Linked DNA regions of Solanum lycopersicum: region 2 is linked to region 1. Evidence: chromatin contacts called from public HiChIP or PLAC-seq data. All regions are on one chromosome and are shown on one strand. Each heading gives the region's core, a stretch centred on a gene start, on an enhancer-like site or on the middle of the called end of the contact. The rest is flanking DNA. Distances are from core to core; before and after follow the strand shown. Region 1 holds the start of LOC101253945 (elicitor-responsive protein 1). Region 2 holds the start of LOC101253330.

The links. HiChIP or PLAC-seq counts read pairs in DNA pulled down with a chosen protein or histone mark.
Region 2: an RNA polymerase II HiChIP or PLAC-seq map of leaf shows a contact between it and region 1, with 2.3 times the contacts expected there. The contact joins the promoter of LOC101253330 here to the promoter of LOC101253945 in region 1. A contact is called at or near these places in 2 of 8 Hi-C or Micro-C datasets (leaf and leaf mesophyll) and 1 of 1 datasets of contacts at active chromatin or transcription factors (leaf).

What each region holds. Positions count from the first base shown.
Region 1 is chr10:46,213,908-46,220,667 of SLM_r2.1, reverse strand. LOC101253945 (elicitor-responsive protein 1) reads left to right here and starts at 3,925. Exons shown (of 8, transcript XR_743539.4): 1 at 3,925-4,189; 2 at 4,275-4,379; 3 at 4,461-4,587; 4 at 4,703-4,774; 5 at 5,571-5,616; 6 at 5,711-6,029; 7 at 6,112-6,255; 8 at 6,346-6,528.
Region 2 is chr10:46,343,780-46,350,539 of SLM_r2.1, reverse strand. It overlaps LOC101253330, which reads right to left and starts at 3,832. Exons shown (of 1, transcript XM_004248710.5): 1 at 2,206-3,832. The coding sequence starts at 3,738. The coding sequence ends at 2,410.

The DNA.
Region 1 (6,760 bases), core at 2,676-5,175:
AAAAGAGAAAAATAATTTGAAACATAGATGAAAAATCGTGAAGAAATGAAGAGCTAGCGGAAAACTTCGAAACAAAGATGAAAAACATGAAGAGACGACGAGCTAGAACAAAAATTGGGAAAAACACCATGAATGATCTTCAAAGCTCTGATATCATGTTAATTTCCCACTCACAATTGAATATACAATAAAAATATTGTATCAATCGAGTAAAATACTGTTACAAAAACTAGTAACTCTAAAGTATTTATACAATTTTCTAATGACTAATCTGACAACACCTAACTAACTAACTACTTTTCTTCTAGTTGCTTCTAGAAGCTACATGTTAATTAGTCAAGCTGTACAATTGACTCTAACAGTTTTTAATTTTTTTGTTAAATGAAGAAGTCATAAGATAGTTGGTTGTAGGGCGGTAGTTTGAGAGCAAAGAGGTTTATTTAAATCTTGTTGGTGAAAAATTAGTATTACATACATAAGATTAATATTACTTTTGAATTCTCTATTACGTTTATTTTTTAATATTTTGAATCTTCTCAATAAAAAATTCAATTTTACCATGAAATACACAATGATACAAAAAAAAACTTAAATTTTAAAAAGACAAAGCATGTGATCGGTTAATCGATTCATATACTACTAATATATAAGTCGTAATAATGACACACTTCACAGTCGACAAGTCTGTATCAGTTGCGTGGTTTCCATATTTATATAAGAAGATTTATATTTTGCCCTTCACATTCTATGTTATTATTTCACATATCCTTCTAATAAAGCCATATTTTGGGATGCTTTGCGGTACTTTTCTAATATATATTTTGCCCTTAATATTGTATTTATTACTTCAGTTGTTTCATACTTTTATGTAAATAAAGCTACATTTTTGTGCCTTCTAAAGATGCTTAAAGTGCCTTCTAAAGATGCTTAAAGTCTTTCTTTCTTCATTCATTATCTTTGTTTGCTACTGTTTATTCCAACATCTTATTATTAGTTAATAAAAAATGTAAATTATTATAAACTATGATTACCGAGATATATAAATAATTGATCTAATTAATGAGAAATATAAGTTTTACATTTAATACTATGTTCATTCCAATTTTAGAAACATTATGTGACTAGATACAAGAGTTTGAAAAACAGAAGGCGAATTTTAAATTTGTATTCTAAAACAAGTCTCTAAAAACATACTATTAAAATGTGATTAACTCTCCATATTTCACACTTGCCATATAAATTGAGATAATAAAAGTAACATATATTATTTAAAAATTAATTTATGAATATTATAAATCATTACTTATAGTATGAAAAAAAATATCAAAAATTGATTTACTCTCCGTATTTCACAAGTGTCACATGTAAATTGAATAAGAGCTATATATTATTTTAAAATTATGTACTTAAATTGATGAACTTTCAAAATATCACACGTGCCACATATATTATTCGGAAAAGGGTCAAAATTGCCACTGAAGTATGCGAAATAGACCACTTATACCCTCCATTATATTTTGTGATCAAAAATACCCCTGTTGTTATCCTTGGAGACCACAATACCCTCAAGAGTTAACACTCAATTTTTAGTGACTTGACATGTCACATGGAACTAATCCCTCCACCTAAGTGTTTCCAACTAAGATTCACTACAAAAGAACTTGATCTTTAGTAGCGATAAAGTTGCCACAAAATCTCAAAATATTGCCACTACAGGTTGCAAGTGATTTTTAGTGACGACTAATAGTTAAACCTATTTTTTCAAAAAAAAGTATGGTAATTAATTTTCGATTGCAACCTAATTTTCTACAATAAATAACTTGCAATGTCAATATTAAAAACACCCAATATTACTACGAAAAATCATGAAAATTACTTCTTGATTCACATCTCCTACTATATAATGCATAATTGTACATTTTATACATTTACTTATAACATAAACATAAAACATACAGTGTCTTAAAACTCCTACTTAATCGATATCATTTTAGTTTTTTTAAAAAAATAATGAAGAAAAAATACAAAATTAGAATTTAATAGTAAAAACTTTTAGTGACGATTTTTTGAGCTTTTCTGGCGATTGTTGTCGCCATTAAAGGTCTAGTTCTTTTGTAATGCATCCTAGTTGGCAATAATTAGGTGGAAGGATTAGTCCCACGTGGCTTGCCAAGTCAATGAAAATATGGGGTGTTAACGCTTGAGGATATATATGATTTCTTAGGATAACAACATGAGTATTTTTTTAAATCTAAAATGTAACGAAGACTCTAAGTGATCTGTTTCACATAGTTCAGGGGTAACTTTGACCCTTTTTCGTATATTATTTAACAAATGCATTTAAGATATTATAAAAATAATTAACAACAAAATCATGTAATTAAAAAAATAAAGTAATATACATTGGGCCCGGGCTTATCCGGGCTTTTGTATCTAGTATATATAAAAGAGTTCTCAATGACTAAATTAAAGTTATTACAACTTGCAACACTCAATTTCTAGGTCGTCATATTCAACTCTTGTTTTTCTATCTACTTCTATTTTTTGACAAATTCACAAAAATATGTGATAGGAACATTACCACTAATTCTCTCTTCTTCTTTTTTTTTTGGCGTTTGGCATTAACAATCTCTTTTTGATTGTTTTAGTTTTAACTCTCAAGTAACATTGTTCAATGAATATTTTCTTCACACAATCTTTATTGATGTAATCTCCTTAATTTGAAGCATACTATGAACAAGGTCTTCCTTGTAGGATAAGGTGTCATATACTTTTATTTTGTGTGTCAATAACATGACTTGGGTCATAAAAAAGTCGATTCAACATTAATATATTATAATGAAGTCGACATGCTACAAGTCCAACTCTTTTAAGAATTGGATCGAAACCAATATTTTTGAGGGTTGATGCTAACTTTTCCTTTTCTATCCAAATATACGATGCCTTTATTGGTGACTCTTTGAATAAACAAAGACAACTTCTTTCGACTTTACTTCTAAATATAATTTCTGATAGTTTTGCGCCATTTTGAATCATTCTAGAAAAAATTTCTTCAAAATATCATAAAATATTTTTCAATTAATTAAAAAAAAAAATATATATATATATATATATATATATATATATATATATATATATATATATATATATATATATATATATATATATGAATGAATGACATCATCTTTCATATATAGAATGCCTCAAACACAGTCATTTGAATACTTGTTCAATAACAATTTCACCAAATTGCTAGGAATGTTCAATAACAATTTCACCAAATTGCTAAGAATGTTGTAAAAGTAAACTCAGGATGACCTTTACATAGTTGTTCTATTTTATCTATATACTCTTTGTCAAGGGTGAATATATTATTACTTGTATGAATTCAATCCATAATTTTTTGGCGTTAGATCATAAATTTATATCAACTTTATTAAAAATTATGATAGATAATAAATACGAATACATATTTTTAACTATAACACGTTCAAAGCCAAAATATTAAGAGGTTAAATTTATAAGATTCAAATTCTAAATCCACCTCTATACTTCATATAGTTTTTCTTCCTTATTAATTTCTTTACTTATAAGATATAAAAGTGTCTATTTTAGATTTTTAGGATTATGAGAAAGACATACTTTATTACACCTAAAACTCCAATATTTGGTTTGTCTTATTTGACATTTTTCAATTTTTTAGAGTCAAATAATTTAAATTAGACAAAAAATTTGCATATAGAATCTTTATTTTTTAAAAAATAAAATTTACAAATTTACAAACTAAATAATATAAGTTACAATAATTGATTATTAAAAATATTTATGAAAGTCTTCTCTTTGAAAATAGAATTTGTTTGAATTTTGAAATTTAAAGATATCTTGTAAAATGGATAAGAGGGAGTATTTGAAATAATCCATTACATAAATGTTTTAGTCATTGACGCTATGATTTTGTAACGCGCATTCTCCGTTTCTAGTCAACGAAATAATTTTAATATAAGTCAAAGAAATGAACACGAAACCTCCTATTGGTTGATTTGTTCTCTTTATAAAATAAATAAAAACCCTCATTTTTTTTCCTTAGCTAATTTTAAACCCAAATTCCTCGTCATCGTTGTCTTCTTTCTTCTTCTACTTTCCATGTCGATAGCATATGGCATCCAAGGCCAACTCCTTGAAGTAACTGGTACGAACTTCATTCAACTACAGCTAAAATACTGAGATTTTATGAATTACTTTTCATTATTTACTTTGAATTTTCGTTTTTGTAGTTGTTGCTTGTAATAAACTGAAGGATACTGAATGGATTTCAAGGCAAGATCCGTATGTTTGCCTTGAATACGGAAGTTCTAAATTCCGTACTCGTACATGTACAGGTACAAATTGAATGGATTTATATCTGTTAACTATCATTTTTGGTGAATTTTGATGAGATTCATGCTTTTGTTTGTATGTAGATGGCGGTAAAAACCCTACGTTTCAAGAGAAATTTGTGTTTAAGCTAATTGAAGGGTTGCGAGAGATCAATGTTGTTGTGTGGAATAGCAATACTGTTAATTCAGATGATTTTATAGGGAGTGGAAAGTAAGTCTCAATTTGTTTTCTCTTGACTGATTTGGATTTGTTGTTGAGTTGATTGAATGATCTATTTAGTTTGTTAGTTGAGTGTTAATGATTAAATTATTTAATTTAATTCTAGGGTTCAACTACAGAAGGTTCTCTCACAGGGATTTGATGATACTGCTTGGCCACTTCAGAGGAAGAACGGCAGGTATATTGATAAAAACAACTGCTATTTCTTGATGAATTTTGCTATGGTCTTTCTTTTACGGCGAGAATTGTGTTTATAGTCCTTCTAAGTTTGAATTTGTATCTTTTTTTGTTTGTTTTCTTTGACAAAATGTTCTACATTGTGATTCCACTCTTTCATGTGACATTAATATGACAATTTGCGACACCAAGGTCTGGGATGTATGGATATGATGTGATTCTTTTCATTCATCACTGAAGTTCTTCATTTCATCATTATTGATTAACATAGACCTGTCTATAACTAGCCATCAACTTACTTCCGGACAGTGATGCAGGTGGAACTTAAGCTTTCATAAGCTATTTGTATTCTGTAAAAGTGTTGAATTTTTTTTTGTTCAACTTTCTCCCTGTTAATTGTCTACTTCTGGTAGTCAAAGGGGTCATGGATCAGCTCTTTCTACAAAGAGCCTTATAGACCTTTAGGCATACTAGACACAATTGGGTCACATGTTGGCTTCAAGTTTGGTGAAGAATTAGGGGTAGTTGAGGTTCAATATACTAGATATGAGGCGAGGAATTATTGATTACCTTGCAGGATATAAGTTGAGTCAACAGGAGGTGTAATTTGTTTTCTCACATAAAAGGTATTTAGTCAGCACACCAAGTACTGATACTGGTGGATTCATGGGGGCTATAAAGATTTTTTCTTGATAGTATTTGTGAGGTCATTGGAGACGAATGAAGAGAGCAGCTTTTTCAACACTTGTGTATTCCTAATGAAATCACAGTGTAACAGAAGTATATTTCTTTTACAGGCATGCAGGAGAAGTTCGACTAATAATGCACTATGCAAATACCAATGTAAGTGCCGCCGTCTTTTCTTAGAATTTCCTTCTTGCTTCCCACCCCAAAAATCTTTTAATGTCTTTAACATGAATTTCTCTTTTACTTCCAGAAGCCAGCAACAAGCCATGCTCAATCAGGCCCTCCATTTGTTACACCAACTCCTGGATCATATCCATATTCAGTAGCTCCACCACATGTAGCTTCTCACCCAACACCTTCTGGCTATCCAGCACCATCTCCTTATTCCACAGCCTCGCCTCCTTCAGCATTTTATCCAGCTTCTCCTTATTCCACAGTCCCACCACCTCCAGCAGCATATCATTCAACATCTCTTTATCCCCCTCAATCGGCTGCTTATCCTTCACCTTACTCATCATCTGCGTATCTGCCTCAGCCTTATCCACCACAGGGTTACTCTTATCCCCCAGGTAAATCTTGTAAGATGTGAATTTCTTACTCTCCCCTGGTATGTCAATTACGGTTAACTATTTATTTTTGTTGTCTTGCCAGGTCAATACCCTGGAGTCTATCCTCCACGATCGTATTGATGCTATGTTCTTAAATGCCTGGACAAGGATTGTGCACAAACAAGTACTTGCTGAGTTTTCATTTATTAGTGTGGTATCATGTCTCTTCAGGACTTCTCCATGACCTGTCAGTGATTGCTATGCTGAAATTGTTTAGTATTTGTAGAATCTGGAAATTATTCAAACAAAGCTTATGTTTTGTGCCTGTACTATGTAGGAGTATTCCCAAGCGAAATGTACAGAATTTTCTTGTCTGATAGGCTCCACCGGCTTTACATGGAACACTTCAGATTGTACTTTTGTGATTTTATACTTCCTGTTAGAATTGTTGATATGGCTACTTTTTGTATGTTGAACAAAATATATATATTTTTTGGAATATTGCCTCTTGGCCACTGAATTTGAATTAAGGTTTTAGTTTTCATAATATTCTGTTGGGAAGTAACTTGCTTAGTCGTTTGATTGGTTGAGAATACCTTCAAGTGCTATGAACTTCTCTTGGATGCTTGTACAAGTACTTCCTGCCTGATGAGTACTATTTGCCATTCTCAGCTTCTGTTTTAAATTTGAGTAATAGTGTATCAAAAATTAAGTGCACAAAGAAATAAGATAAGGACTCCAGTTCCAACACT
Region 2 (6,760 bases), core at 2,583-5,082, 130 kb before region 1:
ATAAAACGAATTAGTATTAATTAATTAAAGAGCTTCCTAATTTTAGCAAAAAATAAAATAATTATTTTAATTGTAAAATAGTGATTCAAAATATATCTATAATTTAAACTAAACTAGTTTAATAGAATATTTACTAAAAAATTAAAATATTTTGAGATGTTTTTTTGAATAATCATAAAATATACTAATTATATACATAATTATGTAAAATATATATATTATCTAAAAATTATAAGAAATGGCAAAAGTATTCTAAATAACGTAAAATTTATATTTTTTTGTAAAATTTATAAAACTAATTATTTTAAATTGTTTGGAAAATTTATGAAGCTCGAGAACTAATTTATACCGAGGAGAGTCGAAATTGAGTCTCAACATTGACAAATGTCAGACAACATTTTTATTCCCCTTGGAGGTGGTTCTTCATCATCTGAATATGAGATTTCTCTTCCTTGAAGGACATGCATCTTCCTCTTTTTGATTTGACACATATAAAGATATGGTATAAATATTATTTACCTTATTCTTAGTATGTATCTCAGAAAGGTCTTGCACCATGTCTTTTTGCTTGAAAAGTTTCAAATCATGAAAATTCAAGTGACAAAAATTTTCATTTCAAAGCCATGAATTATATAGAACTTCATTTTTTAATGGATCGTAATGAAATTGTAAAGGAAATTTTCTTTTTATCATCTCTACTTCAATAATGACTTGATTTGACTCAATTTAATCATAAATCTAGCAATAATTATCTCTAAACGTAAGAGAATAACCATTTTCCTTGAATTGACCAATACTAAGCAAATTTTCTTCTCATTCAAGAACATAAAGCACATCATGAATTTGCTTACTGCTTTCTTTTATATTGATTGAAATGGTAGCTTTACCTTTTGCATCAATTAAGCCTCCATTCTCCATTCTCACTTTAGTAGTGATGCTACTATTAATTGAGAGGAAAACTTTCAATTAAATATCACTAATTTGTATTCATCCCAGAGGTATGTCAGCTAGTTATGTATTTTATTTATAGAAACAATAACTTTCTATTAGTTTATTTTGTTTTTATAGTTTTTTTTTCAATTTTTTGTATTCATTCTCAATTCAAATTCAAACTACTATGTATGCTATTAATATTTGTATTCATTCAAAATCTCATGTTGCATAGTTTATGAATCTTTATTTGTTCCTATTTATATTCATCTCAAAGGTAAGCCAACTAGATATGTATTTTATTTAAGAATAATTGCAACAAATTTTCTCGTATTCTTTTTTAATTTTATATTTCATTCTCAGTTTTTCATCATATTATTTTTATTTTTTATACACTAATATACAAAATACAATATAAAAATAGAAAGAATACAAATACAAATAATATACATATTGGCATGAATACGACTTTTGAAAGGAAACGACTCTGAAGAGAAAAATAAATACACAGTGAAATAATATACGAATACAAATATATTTCTTAAATAGCTACACATTTATTTGACATGCATGTTGGAATGAATATAAACTTATCAAGAAATACAAGTTTCATTATACAATATACAACAAGAAAACTAGAATGAATACATATACAAATGATATACAATATTGGAATGAATACAATTTAAGCAAGAATACAAAATTTTGAAAAATAAAATAAATATAATGTGAGAAAAGTATGTCAACTATAGGTGTACAAATTTCTAAATTTAAAAATTTAAATTTAATAGATAAAACTATAATGTATTATCATAAAGTTTCATAACAATAATTAGTGAAAATTGGATGTTGAATTTTTTGATTTCGTGATTTTCATAACAACAATTAGTGAAATTTGTATATTGAAAATTTAATAGATGTGATATTTCTTTAATTTTGTAATTTTGAAAACAATAATTAGTGAAAATTGGATATTTATTTTGATAAATAAAAGTGTTTAGAGACAAAAAAAATATTTAATTTTTTTAGAATAATGGTGAAAGACAAGTTTTTTAGAACAATAGTGAAAGAAGAAGAAAAAGGAGAACTTGGTGTATTTTGATATATTGTAACTGATGATATTTTTAAGTATTTGTTGCCCCTAAGTTCCTCCAATATGTTATATAAAAATTGCATTATTTAAATAACAATAAATAATAAAAACATAAATAAGATACAAAACTAACTAAAATTTTTACATTTTTACTAAATATTAAAAATATTGCTAATGAACCCTTTTAAAAAAAAATTCTATTATTATTTAAATAGAAGGGTTCATAATATAAACTCGTACGAGGGTCGCGCGACCCTTTTGGCTTTTTTTATTATACTTTCAACACAATATGCATCAACAAAGATAAAAAGGAAATTAAACTTGGCAAATTTACATTTACTGCTGCCATACTTCAATCTGCAAACATGGGGAAAAAAACATAGCATTTACAACGAATGCGGTTTCAAAGCACCGTAAGTTCTTGGCGCTGGCGCATTCTCATTTTCGTTCTGTTGATTCTGCTTATAACTGCCAACGCTACAAGGAACAAATCCCAATGACTTTTCGTCAGGACAAGATCTTGGCTTACAGAAAAATGCAGCACATTCCTCTGCTGATCTTTGCATTGGCAAGCCTGGAATGCAATTCATCTTGATATCAAGTACTCTTTTCTCAATTAACTTCTTGCATTCCGGTCCAACTTCATTGAAGTAATTGTAACTCAACGTCAAATTTTTCAAGTTACAGAGCTTGCACACTAGTTCAGGTACAGCTCCGTAGAACTGATTTTGTGCCAAATTAAGTATCTCTATCTTAGCTAAACATCCGAATGAATGAGGTATTTTTCCTGTTAGCTGATTTTTGCTAACATCGAAAACTGTGGCTTTACTTAAAAGCCCAATTTCATAAGGCAAGCATCCTGTAAGCTGGTTGTTTAAGAACAGTACTTCACGTAATGATTTACAAGCTTGACCAATGCTACGAGGAATTGGACCGGTGAATTTGTTGTTTGCTAAAGTTAAGTAAAGAACTGGTGTTGATCCCAAGTTATCAGGAAGTTTTTGGATTAAATTGTTGTTGTTGATGAATAAAACATCGAGATTTAACATGAACAGTTGAGGGGAAACCAACCCGGAAAATGAATTGAACCTTAGGTCTAAGAAATACAATTTTTTGGCACCAAAAACAATGTTATTTGGAAATTCACCATTATATTTGTTGTTGCTAAGGTCTAACTCATAGAGATAACGAAGATTCGCAATTTTCTTGGGGATTGTACCTTTAAAATTGTTGGTGTTTGCGTGAAAGATTGTTATGTCTGGTAATTCGTCAATAAAGCCGTCAATAGTAAGGTCAGGGCCATCGAATTTGTACTGATTGAAGTCCACAGCAGCTAATGCTTTAACCTTTAAGTCAGGAACCGTGGCACAACGAAAACCTTTGTACTTGTTGCAAACATCAGAGCCATTCCATGTTTTTGTAATACCTAAAGGGTCATGTGTGATTTTGGACTTCAGCTTTTGGATGACATGATAGGCAATCTCGACACGTTTACTTTCAAAGAGGAGTGATGGTGGTGGAGGACAAGGAGGTTCTGGTGGCGGAGGAGGTGGTGGACAATCTTGATTATCCGGTGGTGGTGGACTACCACCACCTCCGCCGATAATTATCTCCAAAGCTTGTCTAGTTTGGCCAAGAGTTGGAGTAGCAAGGACTAGACAATTTTGGAAAAATAATTGAAGGATAAAAATAATAGAGATAATAATGGTAGCCATTTGGTTAAGGCAATGAATTATGGAGTTGTACAAAGATCAATTATATTAGTATTGATTCATAGTCACGAGAACAATAACAGTACATATTATTTTATCCTCAAATAACCAAGTTGTTGCCCTCTCACTTTCAATTATGAAAATTTTTGTCCATTTTTGACTTGTCAATGATTCTATCAATTATTATTTTTATTGTATGGAAATAGTGGATAAAAAAAATAAAAATTTAAATAATGAACATATTTAATTATCTATAGCTAGGAGCAGACATATCTGACGGATAGCAGCTATTATTATTATTCAGCTTCCATTGTATCGATCACATGAATTATCAACTTTATGGTAAACTGCAACTTGAACTTACTAGCTGCCTGTTTGACACTTTATCTCCTTTTAACCAATTTGTTTGAATGATGATAATTTTGATACATAAATCAATTAACACAAATATTGGTCCATATATTGAACTTTTTTTAAGCCACTATATTTCTAGTATCTTTTGTTTTGTTTTGAAATAGGATCACTATTGGGCACGTGTCTCTTTTGTTCCTTTTTATTGGAAACATGATGTAATTATGCTATTTAAAATACATAATCTCTAAAAAATATTTACAATTTAAATTAATTATAAAATCTCTTTTATCCTTTTTTTACTATCCGGATACATCACTCTCCCTCTTAATATTTGGATACATTATTCTAACTCTATCAGATACAAAACAATTTTGTTTGTGTACAACATATTTGAATGATAATTTTGAAAGAATTAGAATTGTCCGAAAATTGAAAATGTTTAAGTGAAATTTTGATTAAAAAAATAAATAATATCTATTAATCATCTTAAAATTTAGTGGTTTATCAAATTATTCGAAATGTAAAAAAATATTTAAATATAGTTTAAGTGTGTCTCTGAGATTTCGATAATATCTAGGGGTACTTATGCATTTTTCCTTTTAAAATCGAAGAGAGTTAAACTAATAACAGTAAAAAGGGAGGTGGAGTTGTGGTAAAAATGACATTAAAAGTGAGAAGTTACAATGAAAATGACAATGAATTTTTGAAGAAGAAGGAAGAAAGAAAAAGATAAAATTTTAATAATGAGAAAAGTTAAAATAATAAGAAAAACAAGAAATATATTTTATAGCAAAATACTTGTAAAAATAAATTATATTCGTTTTTTAGTTTATTCACGCTCTTTAAGAGAGTACATACACTCTTCATACCATGTGGACAAAAAATGATGTAATAATATAAGTATAGGATCATTTAGGGGGTTACAGGATGCTCGCATAGTTTAAGTGTCTTTTTGAATATTCGCGACATCTCCAGATGTCACTTTATGTCTTTTCTCAATTTTCAAATAATATATGTTATCCCTCTTATTCCCATTCATGTGACATGAATGAAATTTTGAGAGTTATTCAAATTGTTAATATATTTTTAAATATTTGAAGTTGTTAATTGTTGTGATTTATAGTATTACTATTCAAAATGTACAAGTACATCTTCAACCTATGTCCCAGAGACACACTTATACTATACTAAGGTCCTATTACCCCCTTAACTTATTTTATAAGTAGTTTTCTATCCCTTTTCGACCTATGCTAGCTTGAAAAAAGAAAGTTAACCAGCGTTGGGCCCACAAGATAGTGTCACGTAGGTTAAAAAGGGTAGAAAATTATTAGTAAAATAAGTTCAGGGGGTAATAGGACCTTAGTAAGTATAAGTGTGTCTCTGAAATTTTGAGCATATGTTGAGAGGATACTTGTGCATTATCCCTATTTTTTAAATGCATAATATACTAAAAAAATTATGTTAAAAGAAAAATAATAGAGAAATTCAAAGCTTTGAGGCATGAAAAATCAATATTTTTCAAGAGTCATTGCATGTATATTATTTTAGGAATGAAAAACAATTATCTATCACGATACAACAAAGCCAAAACATATATGCAATTGAATTCGCTACTTATGGGAATGCTAGATATTTATAGAACTTAAGATATGAGTTTTCATAATAATCATATTCTATCATGAATATAAATGACTTTTTCATAATAATTATGTTCTTTCATTAACAGAGACTTTTATAACAGTTATCTTATTTCGTAAACAAATTATTTTTTCTAAAATAGACACTTATAATCTGAACAATCAAAACTTTAAGTTCTCCTTTTTTTAAAGGAAATTTTTTTGTTACTTCCTATCTAAACATAAAAAAAATTTCATTTAAAATTTAAATATTAAATAAATTACTAGTTCCTAATAAATTACGAAAAAATAAATTTTTAAATTTAACCAAAAAAAAATACTACAAAGTTACTATTAAAATTTATATAAGTTAATTATTACCTTATATAGGCATGACTTTCAAAAGTTAGTAAATTTTCTTTTTAAATGTGAATGAAATAACGTTAAAACTTTGACTATATTTTAGAACATTGAATTAAACTACATGGAATTTATTATCTACCAATAAAAATTTGAAAACAAAAATCAAGGTATTATATTATAACAAATGACTTAACATTTTATGATTTTGTAATGAATTGAAGAGATTAAGGTGCAAAACATTAAAATAAAATTAAATAGCATAGCATGTATGGTATATAGACAATTGTCAAAGATGTTAAATAAATTATTATCTTGCAAATAACTCAAAAAAAATAATGAGTTATATATATTAAATGTTTGAATAGTATATTGTGTATTTCATAACATAACAATTCCTCACAACCTTGTATTCATATTTACTCCATATAATGATTTTTAAATCGTCGATCTCACTTAAATTAAATGTTCCTTTAAAAAGAATTCCTCTTTTTTGGCTAAGTTGATTGGAAAACAATAATTAACAAAAAAAGTATAAATAAGAAGTTACTTAGCCTTAAGCATGTATCAATTTTTTAAATTTGCTAATAGCAATCAGATTAAAAGTGTTAAATTTAGTAATCATCTATGTATTCTAATTTTGAATGTGCGAAATTAAAAGTAATAAGAAAATGGGATAGGTGCAATTTGAAAAA